2 separate regions of the Muntiacus reevesi genome follow, and region 2 is linked to region 1. A link is a contact called in public Hi-C data. All regions are on one chromosome and are shown on one strand. The core of a region is the stretch at or near the end of the contact, and the rest is flanking DNA. Distances in the headings are between cores, read along the strand shown. Region 1 holds the start of HECTD3 (HECT domain E3 ubiquitin protein ligase 3). Region 2 holds the start of PLK3 (polo like kinase 3).

Region 1 (4,713 bases), core at 1,596-4,095:
GGTTAAGAGGGTGCACATGTGTCTTTATGCTCACAGGTACATGGCTCACCCACCCTGCTGTGCTCAGAGCCCACTCACTTGACAATGGTGCCCTTTTTCATGGTCAGCCGTACCCAGTGCTGGCACTGGGACCCATCGCTCTCCCAGTAGGTGTCTGCGTTGCTGTCTGTCAGGCAGGACACATTGAACTCCTCCTGGGGAGGGTAGAGAGGTGGATAGGCCAGGGAGCACGAGAGACAGCACAGTGGAGCTGAGCTGGAAGTCCATCAGGTAAGGGTGGAGGTGTGGAGGGATTCCAATAGGACTTCCAAGATGGAGGGGGTGGACTGAGTCTGGCCTGTGGGGATTCAGGTTTGGCTGTGGCTTAGAGGTAAGAGTTCTGAATCTAGCAGGATGTTACTACATCTTGCTTGGGGTGGGAGGAGTCCCAGCACCCACCGTGTAGGAGGAAACGTCTATGCTCTCCACATACTGCTTCACGCTACCCAGGTTCTCATCCTCCTTGCCCAGGTGGTCGTACAAGAAGTGGATCAGGTCCTCGTCGCACTCGTAGGTCCACGTCGGGGGCACATAGCTAAGCGACCCCAAGTCCCTAATTAGGTCGGGCCCAGACCTGGAGCTCCTTCCTCCCCAGCCCATCCCAGGTAACTCACAGTAGCCTTTGTACAGCTTCAGCGTATGCCTCGGCCGGCTGAGGCCTTGATCCCAGGCGATGCGAGTATGTCAAGTCCACCACCTGTTCCCATCTGTGCGCACAGAATGGGGCACGGGATATGGAGACCTCAGCAGGCGGCAGAAGACCCTGGAGCCTTCTCCAGCGCTCTGGCTCCTCTAAACCGTGCCTCCAGAAGCCGCACCCCAGCTCCCTTTAGGTCCCGCCCCCTTTGTTGTCAATCCTATCAGATCACACCGCCCGGGCTGTGCCAGTCTAGGGCCTGGCAATCGGCCAGCAAGCCCCACTCCTCCCAGCGCAGGACCTGAGCACCGGGCGGTAGTCCACTCCGAAGAGCTGCTGCTGCCGCTGGAGGTGGTCTGGAGTGTCGATGGGTACCAGGCGGGCCCCGCCCTCGGCCGGGCGGCACACCAGGAGCCAGCCTTCGTCCAGCCCGCAGTCGCCCAGGTGTTCCGTCAGCTGCTCCTGCCGGGACGCGCCAGACGAGGACAGCCGTCAGGGAACTGTCAGCGGCCCGCCCTGCCCAGCCCAGGGCGAAGGGCACCGGACGCTAAATCAGCTCGATATGGGCGAGGGAAGGGGACCACCCAGGGGCTTCCCTGCTCCCGAGGTCTTTTGCACCTTGGTCAACTTCACCCAGAGCCCGTGGCCGTTGCACAGCTCTTCGCCTGTGGTGCGCACGCAGGCACCGCGCCGCAGCTCAATGCTGTCGCGGGCGGCGCGGAGGGGCCCGGAGCCGGTACCGGGGGCCGGGCCCGTGGCTCCCACACGCAGCCCCAGGCCTTCCGCCTCCCACACTGGCAGCAGCACGCGCGACGGTCCCGCCGGGTCCTTGTAAAGCTTGTAGAGCACCTCGCGTGGCACGAAGGCTAGCGCCGCCGGCAGCGGCCGCCCGGCACGGAGGCTCTTCGCTGCCTCCGCCAGAAAGCGCACACGGCCCAGCAGCTGCCGCGGGGACTCTAGCGCCGCGCCCGGGCCCGGGCCAGCCATGGCGATGTGGCCCAGGGAAGCCGGCGGGCGATCCGGGCAGAGGAGCTTCGGCCGAACCAGCAGAAAGAGCTTCCCACCACCTTCAGCCCCGCCCTCGACCAGCCTTCGCCGTAAGTTCTGGACTACGCGCACCTCATATTGCCGCCGTATTGGCCTGTGTACTTGGATATTTAATTCTGTTATCTAGTTCTGTGTCTTCCACTCAGTCAGCCAGACCCAAGTTCCGAAGTTTCTGATCAATCTCCCCACTCCATTCCCATTGCTACTACCACTTTCCCCCATTGCTACTACTCTCCTTTAAGCCACCATCCATCCTATCGAGCCCAAAACGCTACTCCTTCGACCTTCTGGAACTTCCTTGCTCCCAGTGAGTCTCACTACAACCAGCTGAATCTTTAAGAATCTATTAGCTATCTTGTCAGGCTTCCCATCCTAGAAGCAGTGTGACTAAAATGTTTGGGAAAATAATCCCTCCCCAGCCTGGTTGCTGACGGAACTATTGAGCCATTTAGACTTGTTCCTGGTGGTTACTCCTAACCGCAGGACACTGGTGATCATTATCCAGTTTCTCCCAGTAATTCTAAACCAAATGATAGGAAAGGCCAACGTGGGAAGAGAGGAGGCAAAAACAAACAAACAACAAACAAACCAACCATGTACAGAAGTTGTTAGTGATGTACAATCACGGAGGAAAAGGAAACTTAGTCCCTCCCCCACCCTTGTTTATTGAAAAGTTTACTGAGATGTAACTCATACCATATGAAGTGTACAAATTTCAAGTGTACAAATCAGTTTTTAATATATAACATTAATTTTTAATAGTAAAAAACACATATAACAAAATTTGCAATCTTGACCGTTTTTTTAAGTGTACAGTTATCTATTTCCAAAACTTTTTCATCACCCCAAACAGGAAACTCTAATCTTAAGCAATAACTCCTCATTGTCCCCACTCCCTAGTTCCTGGGGACTAATCTACTAAAGCTCTAATCTACTTTCTGCCTCTAAGAATTGGCCTATTCTAGATTATTTCATAAGTGGAACAATACAGTATTTGTCATTTTGTGTCTGTCTTATTTCACTCAGCCTAATGTTACAGCAATGTTGTTGCATGTATCAGAACTTTATTTTTATGGCTGAATAATGTTCCATTGTATAAAGACACTACATTTTGTTTATCCATTCATTTGTTGATGGACACTTGGGTGGAAACTTTGTTTTGATATAGTTATCAAATAAAGGTATCAATAAATAAATAATCCCATGTAATTTTGAGAGTTTTCCATTTTTTTCTCCTTAGTAAATTTGGAACACAGTGCCTCTGTGCTGGTCTCTCCAAGCGCTTTGTATGCTGTCACACTACTACAAGATAAAGTGAATATGTGCACTTAACAAAGGCCTGCATGAGCTGAACTCTGTGGATAGTTCCAGACTATTTAAATCCACTAGCTTGATATTCCATTTTCCATTAAGCCAATTGCTCTTTGGCATTTTCTCTTTGCATATGTTGTTCCCTTTGCTTGGAGTACCCCATTGCTTTCCCCAATTAAATGGAGTCCTTGCTGTTTGCGTCTAGCTTTTCCCCTTTAAAACATTTACCATTGTGATAGCTGATTTCTGTGTTTCCTCATCAGTCTGTAGCTCTGTAAAGAAAGAAAATGCCTCGTTCACCACTGTAACCTCTGCACCTACTATAGTGCCCGCCTCTTTCTAGGTAATATAAATATTATTTCAGTTTCCTGTACAACTTTGTGCTACCACAGTTGTGGCTGGTTGGGCCCAGCATAAAATTATTAGAATCGTGGAGAATGGGAGTGAAAAGTGAGCCTTGGGCCGAGTTTTCTGGGGTTCCCAGAAAGGCAGAGAAGAGCAAACTTTTCACACCATCCGAAGTGTATTTACAACAAAGTTCTTTGGGGAAGTTGGGGCGGGGGTGGGGGTGGGGGGGCGGTGAATGTGTGTTTGTTGCTGCGTCGCTACAGCGGACTTTACGGTGAAGAGACTAGGGGTGGGGTCCTACCGGCAGCAGCTGGGGCAGCCCAGGAGCGGTAGCGGGAGTCTGATCATGTGACCTTCAACATGGCGACTGCCCTGGCTTATCGCTGGAAGGGGCGGAGCCTGGGCAAAGGGCAGGCTCAGATTCAGTCTATAACCGGGACTGTGCTCGCGTTTACGGACAGCTTATCATGGAGGCGAAAGAGTCTAGGTGAGTTCTCTGGGCCACCACGCAGTGTGGCCATAGGGGCTTCTGACCTGAATCTTTCAGCCTAGGAATCTGCTTCTTCCCCAACCCGGAGAACCCAAGTCGCTGGGATTCCAAATCCTCCAACCATGGATTCCTAAAATATTCATCCCAGGGACTACCTAGCTGGACTGCGTACCCCAGACCTTAATTTAGGAGACGCCCCCTGGACTTTCTAATCCTCAACTAAGATCCGTATTTCGGACTTTCATCTCTGATTCCCCCATGACTATCCCCCCGCCTGGAGATTTTTCAGCCCCAAAACCTTCCAGCCCCGGAACTAGCTCACTGGTACCCTTGTTCCAGAGACACCCCTTCCCCCCCCCCCCCCCCAATTCTCCTAAGTGACTTTTCGTTCCCTCAACCCCACTCTCCCAGTCCTTCCAGTGGCTTTGAGCCTGGGGAAACTGGGACTATGCGTAGGGTAAAGGCCCCAGCACCGGCCTTTCTAGTCCTGTACACCACCTGATAGGCAGAGGGCGAAATCGGCGGGGAGGCGCAGCTTGGTAGCTGGTCTGGAGAAGGCAGATAGCCGTGCTGGATGGACCGTATCCGCCTTTAGAACCCGAGCCCTGCCCAACCCCCAGCCTAGTTCACTGAGATCTACCCTTCCCTCCTCCTGATCCCCAGACCTCAGGGTTTCCCGGAGCTTAAGAATGACACCTTCCTTCGAGCAGCCTGGGGAGAAGAAACAGACTACACTCCTGTTTGGTGCATGCGGCAGGCAGGACGCTACTTACCAGGTCAGGGTCAGGGCCTCGGAGTCTAGGTAAAATTCTGGAGAGGGAAAAGTTTTTGAGGGGCAGAG
Region 2 (4,713 bases), core at 1,416-3,915, 170 kb before region 1:
CCACCTCTTTACCACCTCACATGGGTCAGAATGGCCATCATTTAAAACTATATTAACAAATGCTGGAGAGGGTGTGGATAAAAGAGAACCACCTTAAACTGTTGGTGGGAATGTAACTTGGTGCAGCCACTATGGAAAACAGTATGGATGTTCTTTGAAAAACTAAAAATAGAGTTGCCATGTGATCCAGCAATCCTACTCCTAGGTATATATTCAGAGAAAATTCTTTTTTTTAAAATATATTTTAGTCATTTATTTTTATTAGTTGGAGGATAATTACTTTACAATATTGTAGTGGTTTTTGTCATACATTGACATGAATCAGCCATGGGTTTACATGTGTTCCCCATCCCGATCCCCCCTCCCAACTCCCTCCCCATCCCATCCCTCTGGGTCATCCCAGTGCACCAGCCCTGAGCACTTGTCTCATGCATCCAACCTGGGTTGGCGATCTGTTTCACACTTGATAATATACATGTTTCAATGCTATTTTCTCAGATGATCCCACCCTCACCTTCTCCCACAGAGTCCAAAAGTCTGTTCTATACATCTGTGTCTCTTTTCCTGTCCTGCATATAGGGTTATCATTACCATCTTTTAAAATTTCATATATATGTGTTAGTATACTGTATTAATGTTTATCTTTCTGGCTTACTTCACTCTGTATAGTGGGCTCCAGTTTCATCCATCTCATTAGAACTGATTCAAATGTATTCTCTTTAATGGCTGAGTAATATTCCATTGTGTATATGTACCACAGCTTTCTTATCCATTCGTCTGCTGATGGGCATCTAGGTTGCTTCCATGTCCTGGCTATCATAAACAGTGCTGCGATGAACATTAGGGTATACGTGTCTCTTTCAGTTCTGGTTTCCTCGGTGTGTATGCCCAGGAATGGGATTGCTAGGTCATATGGCAGTTCTACTTCCAGTTTTTTATGGAATCTCCACACTGTTCTCCATAGTGGCTGTACTAGTTTGCATTCCCACCAACAGTGTAAGAGGGTTCCCTTTTCTCCACCCCCTCTCCACACCGTTTATTGCCTGTAGACTTTTGGATAGCAGCCATCCTGACTGGCGTGTAGTGATACCTCATTGTGGTTTTGATTTGCATTTCTCTGATAATGAGTGATGTTGAGCATCTTTTCATGTGTTATATTCAGAGAAAATTCTAATTCAAAAAGATACATGCACCTTAATATTCACTGCAACACTATTTACAATAGCCAAGACATGGAAACAACATATATGCACACTGACAGATGAATGGAAAAAGATGTGGCACATATACACAGTGGACTACTACTCAGCCATAAAGACAATGAAATAATGCCGTTTGCAGCACCATGGATGAATCTAGAAATTACCATTCCAAGTGAAGAGATTATCATACCAGAAAGAGAAAGACAAATACCATATAATATCATTTATATGTGGAACCTAAAATATGACACAAACTTACCTATGAAACAGAAAAGGCTCACAGGCATAGAAAACAGACTTGTGGTTGCCAAGAGGGGAGATGGATTGGGAGTTTGAGATTAGCAGATGCAAACTATTACACATAGAATGGATAAACAGTATGGCCCTACTGTATGGCACAGGAAACTATATTGAATATCCTATGATAAACCATAATGGAAAATAATATGAAAAAAGAATGGATATATTGTTATATGTGTAACTTAGTCACTTTGCTGTACAATAGAAATTATATAACATTGTAAATCAACTACACTTCAATAAAGTAAATAAATTTTAAAAAACCCCATCTCTCTGTCTCTGGCCCTGTGAAAGGTGGGCATGGACCAGAGGTTTAGGGGTTCAGATGGCCCCAGAACCACCTGCCCAATTGTCCTTTGCTAGATTTGAGAAAATATAAGTACTTCACTTTCTGGCCTCTGGCTGTGGATGCAGGGCAGTGGATGTTTTCAGGGAAAGAGAATAGGCACTCCTCCAGAACATGAGATCTGCCCCTTAAAGGTGTGGGTGTAGGGGCAGCAGAAGATGTCACCTGGCCCGTTACAAAAGCCTTGAACGCCTGGCTGTTTGTTCTCAAGACTCAGCACACACACACACAAAAGACTCAGCATAGGAGCTCAGGCCTCCACACTCCCCACTCCAGGCAAGCCCAGCTGGGAGTATGCAATTCCTCTCAGCCCCTAAAGGGGGCAGCACCGGCCTGGACCTGCGGTCTCTGGCCAAGAGCGTGGGACGAACGCAAATTCCCGCGCACTTAAAGGGTTGGTGACCAACTCGGGCAAAAGCGAGCGGCGTCCCTGATTCTGCCCTCTAGGTTGGAACGCTGGTCCATCTAGTTGCTAAGGAGACTCCCCATACGTCCAGGCACCCTCGGACTTCAGCATAAGCCCCCAAGAATGGGGGGCGAAAGGACCCCCATTAGAGGGACTCTCAGTCACCAGGACGAGATAGAAAGGCAGGGACAAAGGTGGCTCTTACATCCAGAAGGCCACCCACATGGTGACTAGCAGTACGGCTGCGTCTTGAAGGCGGGAGCAGTAGGCTTGGTCTTGGGGTGCGCGGGTGGGAGGAGGAGCTTCTTGTTGACGTAAGGCCTGATGAGGGGCGTGGCTTCTCGGTGACTCGCATGAAGGGGGCGGGCTCTTAATGACTAGACGCCAGGGAGGGGGCAGGCGTTCATTGATAAAAACGCTGGGCTCCCTGGGGCGCGAGCGCCGCGTAGCAAATCCTGGCAGCGCCTCGCGCCGTCCCGGCCTGGCGGAACACAGAAATTAGCCCGGCCGGTGCTGCGCCGCACCGTCCGCATGGAGCCGGCGGCCGGCTTCCTGTCCCCGCGACCCTTCCCGCGTGCGGCCGCCCCGCCAGCGCCCCCAGCCGGACCCGGGCCGCCTGGAAGTCCCAAGCCTGGATCTGAGCCAGAGGTGCTGGCCGAGACTCCGGCACCGGACCCTGGGCGCCTCATCACCGACCCGCGGAGCGGCCGCACCTACTTCAAAGGCCGCCTGTTGGGCAAGGTGAGCTGGGGAGTGGTGCCAGCCAGGGTAGGGGAGCCTTGCCGACTTTTTTGCCCGCGCGGAGCGGGGCGGGGCCGCTTGGCCTCGGCATGGGGACGTCTGAGGGCCAGACCTGCCTGATGCCTTCTCCTCTCAGGGGGGCTTTGCCCGCTGCTATGAGGCCACTGACACGGAGACCGGCAGTGCCTACGCGGTCAAAGTCATCTCGCAGAGCCGCATTACCAAGCCGCATCAGCGTGAGAAGGTGAGCCAGGGCCCAGGCCCAGCGGGCGACGGGTGGGGTGGGGACGGTGACGAGGGAGCCCTTGACGGATGATAACCCCGCGCCACCACTGCAGATCCTAAACGAGATTGAGCTGCACCGCGGCCTACAGCACCGCCACATCGTGCGTTTCTCGCACCACTTTGAGGATGCTGACAACATATACATTTTCCTGGAGCTCTGCAGCCGAAAGGTGAGGGATGGTGGAGGTGGGAGAGGGAGTAGGGACCTTAAGACCCAAAGTTGGAGCCCTCTTCTTCCTCGGCGAGCACACGGAGGGAGGGTCGGGGAGGGCGGACGAGGGGCTGAGGCCGCGGCTCTCTGCAGTCCCTGGCCCACATCTGGAAGGCCCGGCACACCCTGTTGGAGCCAGAGGTGCGCTACTACCTTCGGCAAATCCTTTCCGGACTCAAGTACTTGCACCAGCGGGGCATCTTGCACCGGGACCTCAAGCTAGGTGAGACTCCTGGGCCAACAGGATGGGTGGCTGGGGAGGCAGAGAAAAAGGCGTCTGACACACTTCTCCGCCCCTGTTCAGGAAATTTTTTTATCACTGAGAACATGGAACTGAAGATGGGGGATTTTGGACTGGCAACCCGGTTGGAGCCCCCAGAGCATAGGAAGAAGTGAGTGTTTGAGGAGGGGGGTGGCCACAGTCTGTGTGACACAGATGACGTGAGTGACAGACACTGAGTATATCTGTAGGAGGTACGATGATTGCCTGATGTGACCCTGTGATTGATGGGAGGGATGATGGGCTCTGTGTGTGTGTGTGTGTGTGTGTGTGTGTGTGTGTGTGTGTAGGTGGCGGTGGCAGCCTCGGTTCCTGGGAATGGTGGAGAGGCTGCTGGTCCTATGTGTGTCTGAGTCTCTAAGATGGATGGGGTGTAAGGGTTCTTGAAGGTGTGTAACCAGTCCTGTGTATGAATGTGGATGGTGACATAAGCAGTGTGTGTGTGAGACAGACTGAGTGTGGAGATGGTGGACATGACACCCTGTGTGTGTCAGAAAACCCTGTTGTGACCATGAGGACTGGGTGTGTAACACAGCATGTGTGGCCATAATAGTGTGTAGTAACACAGCAGTAGTGTTCACGGGGGATGTGACAGCTGATGTTAGTGTGTACGGCACAGACCATAGGAAGTGACAGCCTGTGGTGGGAGTAGGCGAAGGAGGAAGGGATCAGTGATGGACCCTCTGTTGACCTGGAGGAGGGGGCTGGGTTAGGGGTCAGGAACTCCCCCGTCCTGCAGAGTTGCTGAGCAGCTGGGCCAGGCGGGTGGGCAGGGACTCAGCTGCCATCCCTGGCTCCATTGTCTTGGAACAAACAGGAGTTCTCTGGCCTTTGGTGACAGGCAGCTGCTTTGTCTGGACTCTGAGTGGGGGCAGGGATGAGGGGCCAGCCAGGCTGCCTCTGAAGCTTGCCCTCTCCTCCTTCCTATCCCCTGTCAGGACC

The links. Hi-C and Micro-C count contacts between places; a contact is called where the count stands out from the background.
Region 2: a contact with region 1 is called in a Hi-C map of blood, with 4 times the contacts expected there. The contact joins the promoter of PLK3 here to the promoter of HECTD3 in region 1. A contact is called at or near these places in 2 of 3 Hi-C or Micro-C datasets (blood and muscle).

What each region holds. Positions count from the first base shown.
Region 1 is chr1:159,793,347-159,798,059 of mMunRee1.1, reverse strand. It overlaps HECTD3 (HECT domain E3 ubiquitin protein ligase 3), which reads right to left and starts at 2,845. Exons shown (of 21, transcript XM_065914226.1): 1 at 1,295-2,845; 2 at 978-1,138; 3 at 654-746; 4 at 439-574; 5 at 79-194. The coding sequence starts at 1,663. UROD (uroporphyrinogen decarboxylase) reads left to right here and starts at 3,737. Exons shown (of 10, transcript XM_065929389.1): 1 at 3,737-3,869; 2 at 4,536-4,648. The coding sequence starts at 3,850.
Region 2 is chr1:159,961,026-159,965,738 of mMunRee1.1, reverse strand. It overlaps PLK3 (polo like kinase 3), which reads left to right and starts at 2,665. Exons shown (of 15, transcript XM_065929448.1): 1 at 2,665-2,995; 2 at 3,132-3,239; 3 at 3,334-3,450; 4 at 3,585-3,714; 5 at 3,796-3,883; 6 at 4,710-4,713. The coding sequence starts at 2,786.